Regions from separate parts of the Mus musculus genome. Here region 1 is linked to region 2. The links are chromatin contacts, called in public promoter capture Hi-C maps. All regions are on one chromosome and are shown on one strand. Each heading gives the region's core, a stretch centred on a gene start, on an enhancer-like site or on the middle of the called end of the contact. The rest is flanking DNA. Distances are from core to core; before and after follow the strand shown. Region 1 holds the start of Clec16a (C-type lectin domain family 16, member A). Region 2 holds the start of Mettl22 (methyltransferase like 22).

The links. Promoter capture Hi-C pulls out the DNA fragments that hold promoters and counts their contacts.
Region 1: a contact with region 2 is called in a promoter capture Hi-C map of pre-B cells, with 7 times the contacts expected there. The contact joins the promoter of Clec16a here to the promoter of Mettl22 in region 2. A contact is called at or near these places in 3 of 39 promoter capture datasets (liver and pre-B cells) and 1 of 115 datasets of contacts at active chromatin or transcription factors (astrocytes).

The regions. Positions count from the first base shown.
Region 1 is chr16:10,541,722-10,547,254 of GRCm38.p6, forward strand. Clec16a (C-type lectin domain family 16, member A) reads left to right here and starts at 3,618. Exons shown (of 23, transcript NM_001204229.1): 1 at 3,618-3,921. The coding sequence starts at 3,842. Dexi (dexamethasone-induced transcript) reads right to left here and starts at 1,333. Exons shown (of 2, transcript NM_021428.4): 1 at 551-1,333. The coding sequence starts at 969. The coding sequence ends at 682.
Region 2 is chr16:8,467,000-8,472,304 of GRCm38.p6, forward strand. It overlaps Mettl22 (methyltransferase like 22), which reads left to right and starts at 3,814. Exons shown (of 11, transcript NM_146247.1): 1 at 3,814-3,866. It overlaps Gm30012 (a long non-coding RNA gene), which reads right to left and starts at 4,152. Exons shown (of 5, transcript XR_384641.4): 1 at 3,944-4,152; 2 at 2,544-2,596; 3 at 2,077-2,215.

The DNA of each region.
Region 1 (5,533 bases), core at 2,368-4,867, 2.1 Mb after region 2:
CTAAGAAACTGACAGCCTCTGCGGTTCTGAGCTGCAGTACCAACAACCCAGGATCTCTGAAACCTGACTCCAAATACAGCAGCAGAAACACTGCCAAAAGGAAGTGCGGCAGTGTTGTTTGCTGAAGGTTTCCATTCTCCCAGGCTTGGCCTGAAGCCCCTCAGTTTAACTGGTCCCTCAAGAGGCCGCAGAACAAAAGTGACCAGTGCCTCTTTTGACACCAGTCTATGCTTTCAGGACAAGTAAGCATCCCCCCAAACCCCAAGGTCACCAACAAGACAGGCTAAGACTTGGGGGAGGAGCTGACAGCTCCACCTCAAAAGGTTTTGGGTACAAAGCTTTTACCCAAGCCATGGGGTAAACTGCATGATTACTCCAAATGTTCATTTCTTTGGGGGAAATCTCTTCAAACACTACTATTCCTAGCATCTGAGTTAGATCCAGAGGAGGTGGCCAGAGAAATCAGAGGCTTAGAGGAAGGAGGTTAGTCTGCCCTGAGGACACTACCTTCTCTCTCCCCGAAATACACCCCCATCTCAAGGGCACTTACGGGCCTCTTCCTGGGGTCCCATCCCTGTCCAGATGGTGCCCCCAACCAGTGGCAGCGGCATGGTACGGGCGGCTGGTCCAGGCCAAGAGTTGCGGATGGTGGAAGGCAAGTGGGGAACAGTAATCACGACATTATTCCAAATATCCATCGAAGACGTCAAGCTCTGAGTCGGCATCGTAAAGGCCAGAGCCAGGGTCTGAAAGTACGCCGAGGTCCACCAGCGCCTGGTCCAAGTCCTCGGGCAGGAAGACGAGGCCCACATTGAGAACGATGTATTCCATAAGGAAGGCGTAGTAAAGGATCAGCACATTGACGAAGAACAGGCCCACGTAGAACATAGAGGGCAGCAGCGGTGGCTGCACGTAGGAGACCAGGGGGCCCAGAGCGTCCAGGTGGGCTGCGACCCGGGCGCCGGGCATGCAGGGGCCGGCGATGGGGGCGGCGGCCGGGCGATCCCAGCGACCTCAGCCGCTGCGGCGCCCGGGCGGCCGGCGAGGGGGCAGCTCAGCCATCCAGGGGGCGCCCCGGGGCTCGGTGGCGGCAGCGCTGGGCCCCGGGCGGCCTCCGAAGACGCTCCTTGACACCCCGAGATGCTCAGGGCCGGGTCACGGAGCCCCGGGATCGGGCCACACGGGCCGCTCGCCCCTCAGGGCCACCCCCCTAGAAGTGGCCAGCGACTCGCTTTGTACGCTGCGCTCGCGCGCCCCCGCCGCAGCTCAGAGTTGAGGCCGCTGCTGTCTCCCCGAGGCGTTCCTCAGGCACCTTCGGCGCCCCCGCAGGCTCACTGCCCATCGCTGCAGCCGCCAAGTCGCTCTGGGCTTCCCAGCACCGCCTACCCAGAGGCTCTTCATTCATTGGCCAGTCGCATGCTCGCCCGTATTTATTGGCTAGCTCAGTGCTCCACGTTTATTGGCTTGAGCTGTCCGGGGGCGGGTACTCATTTGCTCCGCCCCATGGGAGGTGCTCCAGTCTCTAAGTTGCTCTTCTGCAGTTGGCACTCCTTAGACTGCATCTCGAACTTAGGTATGGAGCGTCACCTTTTTGGAACTTAGTTTACCCCCTTTAAAATGATGCCGGGTGGAAAAGGAATGCCGGTAATTCCACTGAAAATCTTAGATATCCCCAAAGCGCTTTTGTTGTTTTCTTTTTCACGGTATAGTAAGAAAAAAAAATCAATTACTGAGTGCCTTTGACAGAGGCATTATAGGGTTCCATGACACCCGGATGGAAAGTACCACAAGCAGGTCAAATCTTCTGCCAATAAGGCTGCTTATTGTTTCTATTATTTTGCAGTCCATGTTTAAAACCAACCAACCAACCAACCAATAATGCTAAGTATATATCTGCTCAGATTCTTCGGTTTACAGACCACCTTTGTGCTTCGTCAGGAGGATGAGTTTGCGAGGGATCAAAACCAAGGTCTGTGTGTGCAAGATATAGACGAGATGTAGCTCTACATCTGTTTTTGAAAACAACAACAACAACAACAACAACAACAACAACAACAAAACCCAAACCCTGAAAACCCAGGGTCTCACCATGAAGCCTCTGGGTGCCCTGAAATTGGCTATAGACCAGGCTGTCCCAGAACATGTAGAGTTCCACTGCCTCTGTCTCCTGAGTTCTGGGATTAAGGTCTATCCTCAATTCTTACAAAGGCCTTTAATCTAAGTCACACTTAGGTTTATAGGAGCTGGACAAGGCAATGTAGTATATTCCCTTTTCACAGATGAGGAAAACAAATTCCAGAGAAATGGATTCTCGAAGCTGCTGAGTCTCTGTCATTTCCTTTGGAGGTCAGACATGTTCTTGTTCTTTCATGACTTTTACATGGGAAACCATTAGCCTGATGCCAGTCTACATCTCTCTAATTCTTGGAAGCAATGCAAACCATTCACTCTATCAATATTCATCTAAAAACGTGCTATGTGCAAATCTTGTCCTGGGCCCTGGAGAGAACATTGGTCCCTGACTCAACTCTTTTCCTAGGACAGTCAATGGGCTGTCACAGGGGTTAAATAGCTATGAGATGTAGAAATGAATAAATGAGAGGGTGTGGGGCACAAAATCTTGCTTCCCACCGAGGTTCCCACTTCCAGTCTGGGAAGGAAGTCCAGGTGTATGTAACCTTTCATGGAGATCTTGGAGTTCTCTTTCTTTCTTACTGAATTAGTTGGGAAATGGCATGAGTTTTCAATAATGACCAGAGGAAACCTCTGAAAGTTCATCGTGGTTAGCTTTACAATGCTGCTCACATCTTTACAAAATGTTTTAAGACTAATGTGCAAAAGAAAAAGGTTGTAAGGACAAACCAGAATGTTACTGATTGGTTTTGTCAACAGAAGCAAATAAGGGTACCTGGGCTTGAATCCTGCGTCTGTCACACATAAAGTGCCTCTGTGACTCAGTTTCCTGAATTGTAAAATAAGGTTAATAACAGCATCTACTTCATATGGTTGTGAGAATTAAATAATTAATCACTTAGGATAATGACAAATGATAATGTACTACTCAATGCTTTTTATTTTTAATTCTTATTATTGCGATATTGAAGGTTGCATCCATAATGCATAAGCCACATTCCCACCCCTTTAAAAAATTTTTTTAAAGAGTTAGACCCATCAAAATGGCTCAGCTGTTAAGCAAAGATGCTGACAAGTCTGAAGATCCGACTTCAATTCTCAGATCTCAAATAGTGGAAGGCGAGAACTTGCTTTCCAAAGTTTTACAGACTCTAAGTGCGTGTGTGTGTGTGTGTGTGTGTGTGCGCGCGCGCGCGCGCGCACGCGCACGTAATACTTTTTAAGAGAACTAAACCTTGCCAAATTGCCAAGGGTGGTCTCCAATTTTAGCTGGGGTTTCGAGACACTCTTCTAATCACAAAGCTAACAATAAATAAGGTCAGATAGTCTTACTCCGATTTCAGCAAACCGTTTCCGCCCACCTTGACAGTGCCCAGCCTCTTCCTTCCTCTTGTCCCGCCTCCTCTGGACGGTCGCGCGAGTCATGCCGGTCCTTGTAGTCCGTTCGCAGAGTCCTGTCGTCAAGAGCCTCGCCGGAGAACTTCATTTCCCAGATTTCCTCGCGGCGGCGGCCGTAAAGCGCGGCGGTCGAACGGCCGGTTCCGGCTGAATGTCAGTGCGGGGCTTTGGGCTGGGGAGCAAGGTGCTTGGCAGTCTCTCCACCGCCCCCGCCGCCGCTGGCTGGGCTTGAGATGTCGCCGCGGACACCGGGCCGCTGGGCGGCTCGGACATGAAACCGTGAGGCAGGCGACAGGGCTGGTCTGCGGACATGTTTGGACGCTCACGGAGCTGGGTGGGCGGGGGCCACAGCAAGTCCTCCCGCAACATCCACTCCTTGGACCACCTGAAGTGAGTGTGCGGGGCGCGCGGCGGGAAGGCCGCGGGGCCGGGCGCGGACGCCCAGACGCGGGCTTGGCTTGCGGGGCTCGGAGGTGCGAGGAAGACAGGGGTGCCGCGGGAGGGTTGTATGTTGGTTATCCGCAAGGCTTTGGAGTCAGGGCACCTGGCTTCGAACCCTGACTCTTTCACTTCTGGCTCTGTGTGTGACCTTGGACAAGTCGCGTGATTTTTCAGTCTCCAGACACCTAACCTGAAAAGTAAGGGCATCGTTGAGTTTTCGTTTTGTGGGCTGGAGTTGTCTTGATGTCCCGGGGACAGACAGTGGCCACTGGGCTTCTTGGGGTAGCACTTCTTGGACTGCATAGTTACGAGGCCATTGACCCGGCCAGATCTGGATTCGATTTTAGTTAACAGTATGCATTTAGGCTTCAGTTTCCTTCACTGTAAAACGAATAGAGTGACAGTACCACTTTTTGTGGTTATTTTTAGGATTGGTTGGATAAGAGAATGAAGAAAACGCACAGAACATGTACAAGTGCTCTAAAAAGAACATTGATTAAAAGAACACAAGTATTTTCAGAAGGAATTCTAGAGGGATAGTCAGCAGTAGCACCTTTAGAGAAGACAGGAGGCTTACAGAGTCCTGGGGAAACAGGGAAGTACACAGAAGAGGCTAGCTTTGGAGTTAGACCTGTGTTCAAATCCTGACTTAATGACTGTAGCTTTGGGCATATTTTCTCTCTCTGTCCTTCCAATTTGCCATTACCAGCTGGGAACTGGGAACTGTACAAGAATTGGGTAATGTTGAGCATGTTAAGTGATTGATTCAGGATTGCTCTACAGGAGTGGCTAACAGAGGCACTCAAGCCTTCCCAGCCCATTCCAGTTCCTTTCTGTCTCTAAGTTCCAGTCATTATACCCTTGCTGTCTTCTGTGGCTCTGTTTATTTTCACTTCCTTTCTAGCTTTTGTTAAACTGACACTCCCAAGACGGGAGAACCTGCTTGGTTTCTTTGCACTTATATTGCCAGAGGATTGGAAGGGACTACAAAGAGAGAGTGGTAGAAGACAGAGACCTTAGAGAAATGAGAGGCTCCAGGGAGAGAACTGGAGGTGGAGGTACCAAGGGGGGGCGGAGAAGGCAGTTTCAGAGGGGACCCCAGAAGCTTTGTATGGGGACAGGAAGATAGTGCGGTAACAACAGAAAGGAAGACAGGGGTCCCTAGAAAAGATTGGCAAGCTAAAAATTAGATGGGACTTCCCCTTTGATGTTGGGGTGTAGAATGGCTTCTTTCTGTCATGGAGCAAGGATTTAGTAAATGTTTGTAAATCTCCAAATGTGAAGAGCTGGATGATTTGGGGGTGGAGAGGAAAGAGGTAGAGGGCAAGAGTGGGGGTTGGTAGCAATTCAGAAATCTTAACCGGGATGGCAGATGGCCCGGAAAGGGAGTGGGGTGTGGATAAGTGGCTGTGAAGGGGAGGATGATTGTCCCGAGGGGCTGGGTGTCCTACCAGCCTAAGCACCTGCTGGCTCTCACTTCACTTGGGACTGTAGCCCCTTTAAATTCCCATTATTGTGTTACTTTGCCTGGTTAAGGATTTCCTGTTTGTTTTATTCATCA
Region 2 (5,305 bases), core at 2,564-5,063:
AGAATGAAGACTGAAGTGTGGACACTATGCCCCTCCTTAGATTTGGGAACAAAACACCCATGGAAGGAGTTACAGAGCCAAAGTTTGGAGCTGAGATGAAAGGATGGACCATGTAGAGACTGCCATATCCAGGGATCCACCCCATAATCAGCATCCAAACTCTGACACCATTGCATACACTAGCAAGATTTTATTGAAAGGACCCAGATGTAGCTGTCTCTTGTGAGACTATGCCGGGGCCTAGCAAACACAGAAGTGGATGCTCACAGTCAGCTAATGGATGGATCATAGGGCTCCCAATGGAGGAGCTAGAGAAAGTAGCCAAGGAGCTAAAGGGATCTGCAACCCTATAGGTGGAACAACATTATGAACTAACCAGTACCCCGGAGCTCTTGACTCTAGCTGCATATATATCAAAAGATGGCCTAGTCGGCCATCACTGGAAAGAGAGGCCCATTGGACTTGCAAACTTTATATGCCCCAGTACAGGGGAACACCAGGGCCAAAAAGGGGGAGTGGGTGGGCAGGGGAGTGGGGGTGGGTGGATATGGGGGACTTTTGGTATAGCATTGGAAATGTAAATGAGTTAAATACCTAATAAAAAATGGAAAAAAAAAAAAACCAAACATGGTGGCACACAACCATACTCTACTTGGGAGGTAGGGACAGGAGGATCAGGAATTCAAGGTCATCCTTGGCTACATAGCAAGTTCAAAGTCAACCTAAGCTATGTGAGGGCTTGGCTTTAAAAAAAATAAAAATAAAACAAAACAAAACCTTCCAGGGCCTGTTGGCACACTTTTAATCCCAGCAACTGGGAGGCAGAAGCAAGTATACACAGTGAGGACAGTGAGGATTACGTGACCCTATCTCAACAACCAACCGAGAGAGAGAGAGAGAGAGAGAGAGAGAGAGAGAGAGAGAGAGAGAGAGAGAGAGCGCTCAGCTGATCTGAGCTTCTAATCCTAGCTACTTGAGAGACTGTGGTAGGAGAACCACAAGGACAGAGGGAGGGAGGGAAGCAAAAAAATAAGTCAGTTCCTCCCTTCTAGCCTCCACCCCCTTCCCAGCTCTCAGTAGTGAGGAGGAAACCAGAGCCTCATGGATGCTAGGCAAGTGCTCTTCATTAAGCTTTAATCTCAGCCATCCTCATCTCCTCTTAAGGGAAAATTCCCAAGAACTATCCCATGCCACATTCTCTCACTTCCCGTTATTCCCATTAGCTATAGGCCATGTTCGTTGCAAGGGAAGCAGGGAAGCGTGGTTTTTAAAGTCTGGGGAGGTCTTACACAGTTATGGAAGAAGAAGGAAATGGATGCTGCCCATGGTTATGAAGGACGTGTAAGGAAGTGAAGCTGGAACGGTTAACAGGGCTGGGAGCAGGGGGTTAAACATGTCTCTGAAAACGATAGGAAGCTGAAAAGGCATTAAATGCCTCAGGATCACACTGACAAGCTGCCCAGACCACTACATTTTCTCTGCTCAGCTACTTAACACATATGGGCAGTCCAGAGAAAACCATCAAAGCCCGGCCTACCCAGGGAGAATCGGAATCATCTCTGCTAAATACTTTGCCCAGCTCTCTCCTTCCTTGCTTCCTTCAGCCCCTGCTCCTCCTGACATACAACCTGGCCTTCCCAGGCCACCTGACCATTCTCCATTCCCCAACTCTCTATCCAGCACTCTGTACTTTTAAAATATATCTGCTTGTTCTCTGGCCCTTCCCCAGCAGAACAGAAGTATCATGAGAGCAGAGACTTGTCTGATGTAACCTCTTCCCTCATGTCCCACACCTAGGAGACATTCTGATAGCCTTCTTTTCTTTGATAGATATTTGCTTAGAATAAAAATTTCCCATGATCACACTAGTGTGCTTCTATCCTGGCAGAATATACACGTGTGCTCATCTGCATGTGTTGCTATGCCTGCCTGACTCTCTACATCCATGTGTCTTGGTGTGGGGAGGTGTCTGCTCAGCATTGTGTAGCCATCAGGAAAATAGCAACAGAAAGCAGTGGCTTCTGAAAGTTGGTCGAGGCAGTTTGGGATAGCCCAGAAACTTGATGCTTTACTTACAAGGAAGATGTGGCCTTGATGGTCACTTCATTCTGCTCTGCTTCTAGGGAAAAGAGATGAGAATTCACCCGGAGCCTGGAGTGTCCATGGGCTCTCTCTGCCCCATCTTCTGCAATTGGCCACACTTCTTCTTTGAGCCCTAACGTTCAGATAATCCAGGGGGCAAGCGGAAAGCAAATAGAGGACATGAGATTCACATTTGCCTCGGCTACAGTTTAGATCAAAGTGTACCCAGAAGTGAGCATGTATTCAAAGCCTGGCCCCTATGCAAGTGTTGATCAGAGGTGGGGATTTCAGTGTGAGCCTGTGTTAGCCCCTGTGTGGGATCATAGGGATCAGACGCCTTCATGGGTAGATTCATCCACTGTTAGATTTATAATCCAGTGGGTGGAACCCTCTGGAGGTGGAGCCTAGCTGGAGACAATATGTCATTGAGCCTTTGGGTCTAGCGCTTGGCCTCCCATTACCTGTGCTCTAGCTCCCACAGTTCCAAAGCAATGGAGCTAGCAATGCTGGACCTCTGAAAGCATGAGACAAAAGAAGTCATTATTTCCTTAGGTGGTTTCTGAAAGCATGAGACAAAAGAAGTCATTATTTCCTTAAGTGGTTTTTCCTGAGTATTTATCACAGCCACAAAAATAAGTGACTAAATACAGCCTCCAACCTTAAGCACTTACCATTCTCAGCATTCTGAACAGGATAAGGTTTACCTAAGGTGTAATATTTGTGTCCTATTTCATTTTATGCTAGACTCCAACTTAGAAAGATCCGGGATCATCGTTACTGGAGACTTGATGACTAGATCCGTTAGTCCTGCCAATTGCTTGTAAGGATGCTAAACGCAGGGTATACATAACACTGGGAAGAAACAAGGGGCATGCTGGCTAACACACTCCGGATCCCTCACCCTCCAATTTGAATCCTCACCACTTAGTGGCTGAGTGATCCTCCAGCCTGCCTGCCTTGCCGGAATAAGGATATTCTAAACGTAACACACTTGTGCCCCTCCCTTTGGCTATCAGATTATTGAAACAGTCAACCCCCAAATTTTGATTTTCCCCAACAGTCCCAAGCTGGGAGGAGATAAAGGTTAATACCAGGGACCAAACAGATGAGTCACTGTCTTCCAGGAAGAGAATTACAACTTTTCAAAACTCCTTGCAGGATAGATTGAAGCCAAAAAAAAAAAAAAAAAAAAAAAAAAAAAAAAAAAGGATGGAGCAATGATGGGCAGTACCATACCCAGACCAGGACTGCTTAGCTATGCATAACTATAGCACTCTACTTAAACATAAATATCCTATCGGTGCCCGAAACATGTACTTGGGTGGGTCATTGTATGTTTTTGTCTTCTGCTTTTGCCTATTAATTGTTTCCTGGGCATACTTAGGAACAATGGTTAAATACAGCTTATTAGGACTCTGATCTTTAATGACTCTAACACTTAAAGCAAATTATTTAACTTTTTTTTCTTGTGCTGGGCTCTCTACACCGCTGAGATTCTTAGCCATATTTAAATTTTTTACAGGAGGGATTCCAAACACCGAAGTGCAGAGGCGTCCCCACTCTGGACGGCCATATGAGCAATCCGACCAGGTGACAGCTGAGCCTCCAGTGGCCGCCACAGGGCTGAGCGAGAGCATCAGGTGTTAGCTAGCGGCTGCCGCCGCGTGCGCATGCGCGACCCGAGCCGGCGCTTGGACCGCGCCTGCGCAAGCTGTCCGTCATGGCGGCTTCCTGAGCCCCATGGCTAGGGTTCCGCGTGGGACTTCAGACCAGTGTCATGGCGGGTAAGAGCCCGGGAGAGGGGGCGGGACCGGGAAGAACCCAGGGAGCATCTTGGCTTTGAGAGCCAAGCTTACACGACCTTGAAGTCTGAACCCTCAGCCTCAGTTTCCCTTTCTGTATGGGACGTCTCGGTTTCCGTGCTGGGTGAGGCAGTCCCACTCTGTCTCGGATTAGGAAGGGAAGGAGAGGCCGGGTTAGCGACTGGCTTCTTCAGAGTGACTGGCCGCTAATGGAGGAGGTCCCTGGAGCCGCTGACGCCGCCCTGCGCGCGTGGCCAGCCCTTTCCTGCACCTCTGAGCCCTGCGCCCTCCAGCTTCCTGGCGTTCCCTCTCCCAGCTCCTAAGTTTTGATTGTCCAGTGGGTGTGCATCCACCTGCCTGGGAGGAGGGGAGTTCTGTCCACCCCGGTAGACTGGTTTGGGGAATAACAGTGGCTGTAACCCTTGAAGAATTCTTGGGAATCCAACTCTGCCGTCTCGGAATTGCCTAGACGACCTGCCAGCTCCCCTACCGGAATGAATTTGCAACATGAAACCTGGGACTGCTTTTCCAGCAGTACCTAGGAGAAACTGGACACCTCTCTATACCATGCATTTTCTAAGTAGAGAAACTGTCTCAAGGTCTCTAGCCATCTCCCCGGGACACTTTTCTATAAACATGATCCTGTAGCTACTTACAAGTTACTGATGATCCCTGAAAGGGACGGTTGTCACGTTTAATCCTCACACAGGCCTCAGTGCCTCCCTATTTCCAGAATGCTGATTCCCAGGCGAAACCCTTAAAGGAGGCTCATGACCTGGGACTTCTCTCTCAGGCCACATTTCCTGGGAAACCTGCTTCATTCATACTTTTAAGTAGACGAAGTCGACCAGAGGTTAGTAGAGAATTTGTTTTCCACCTATATGTTAGACGATTTGGTCCTCATATAATTCCCACTTACAGAATGAACAATGAACATGCATCCTCTGAGGTGTAAATTTGTGTACCATAACAACACATTCTATCCTCTTATTCATGGTCAGTGTTCCCAAAGATGGCAGAGAGGATTTTTTGGACCAAAACCAAAAGCCAAATCTTGTCTTCCATTCAGAACTAGGGGAGCCAGTCTACCTCGAACCAGTAGGTGGTTAGGGCTAGGCTGTGTTTCCTCTGCCTGAATCATGTCTGATTTTTGTTGCCAGTGGTTTTGCTGAAGGCTGAGTACTTCTTTGATTTCATTCACATGAAATCCCACATTGGTTTCATTCCCAGCCCCAGTTCACACCTGCTTACCCGCTTACGTTTTCGCTGGCTTATCATGCTGTGGAGGGAAACAAAGCAAACTCGGAGAAGAACTTTCTGGGTTGGCGCCATTGCCGTTCCCTGGCACTCATCCATATACAAAGCTCCAGCTGTGGGCAGTTAGAGCATGAAGACATCTGAATTATGATAATAAAATTAAA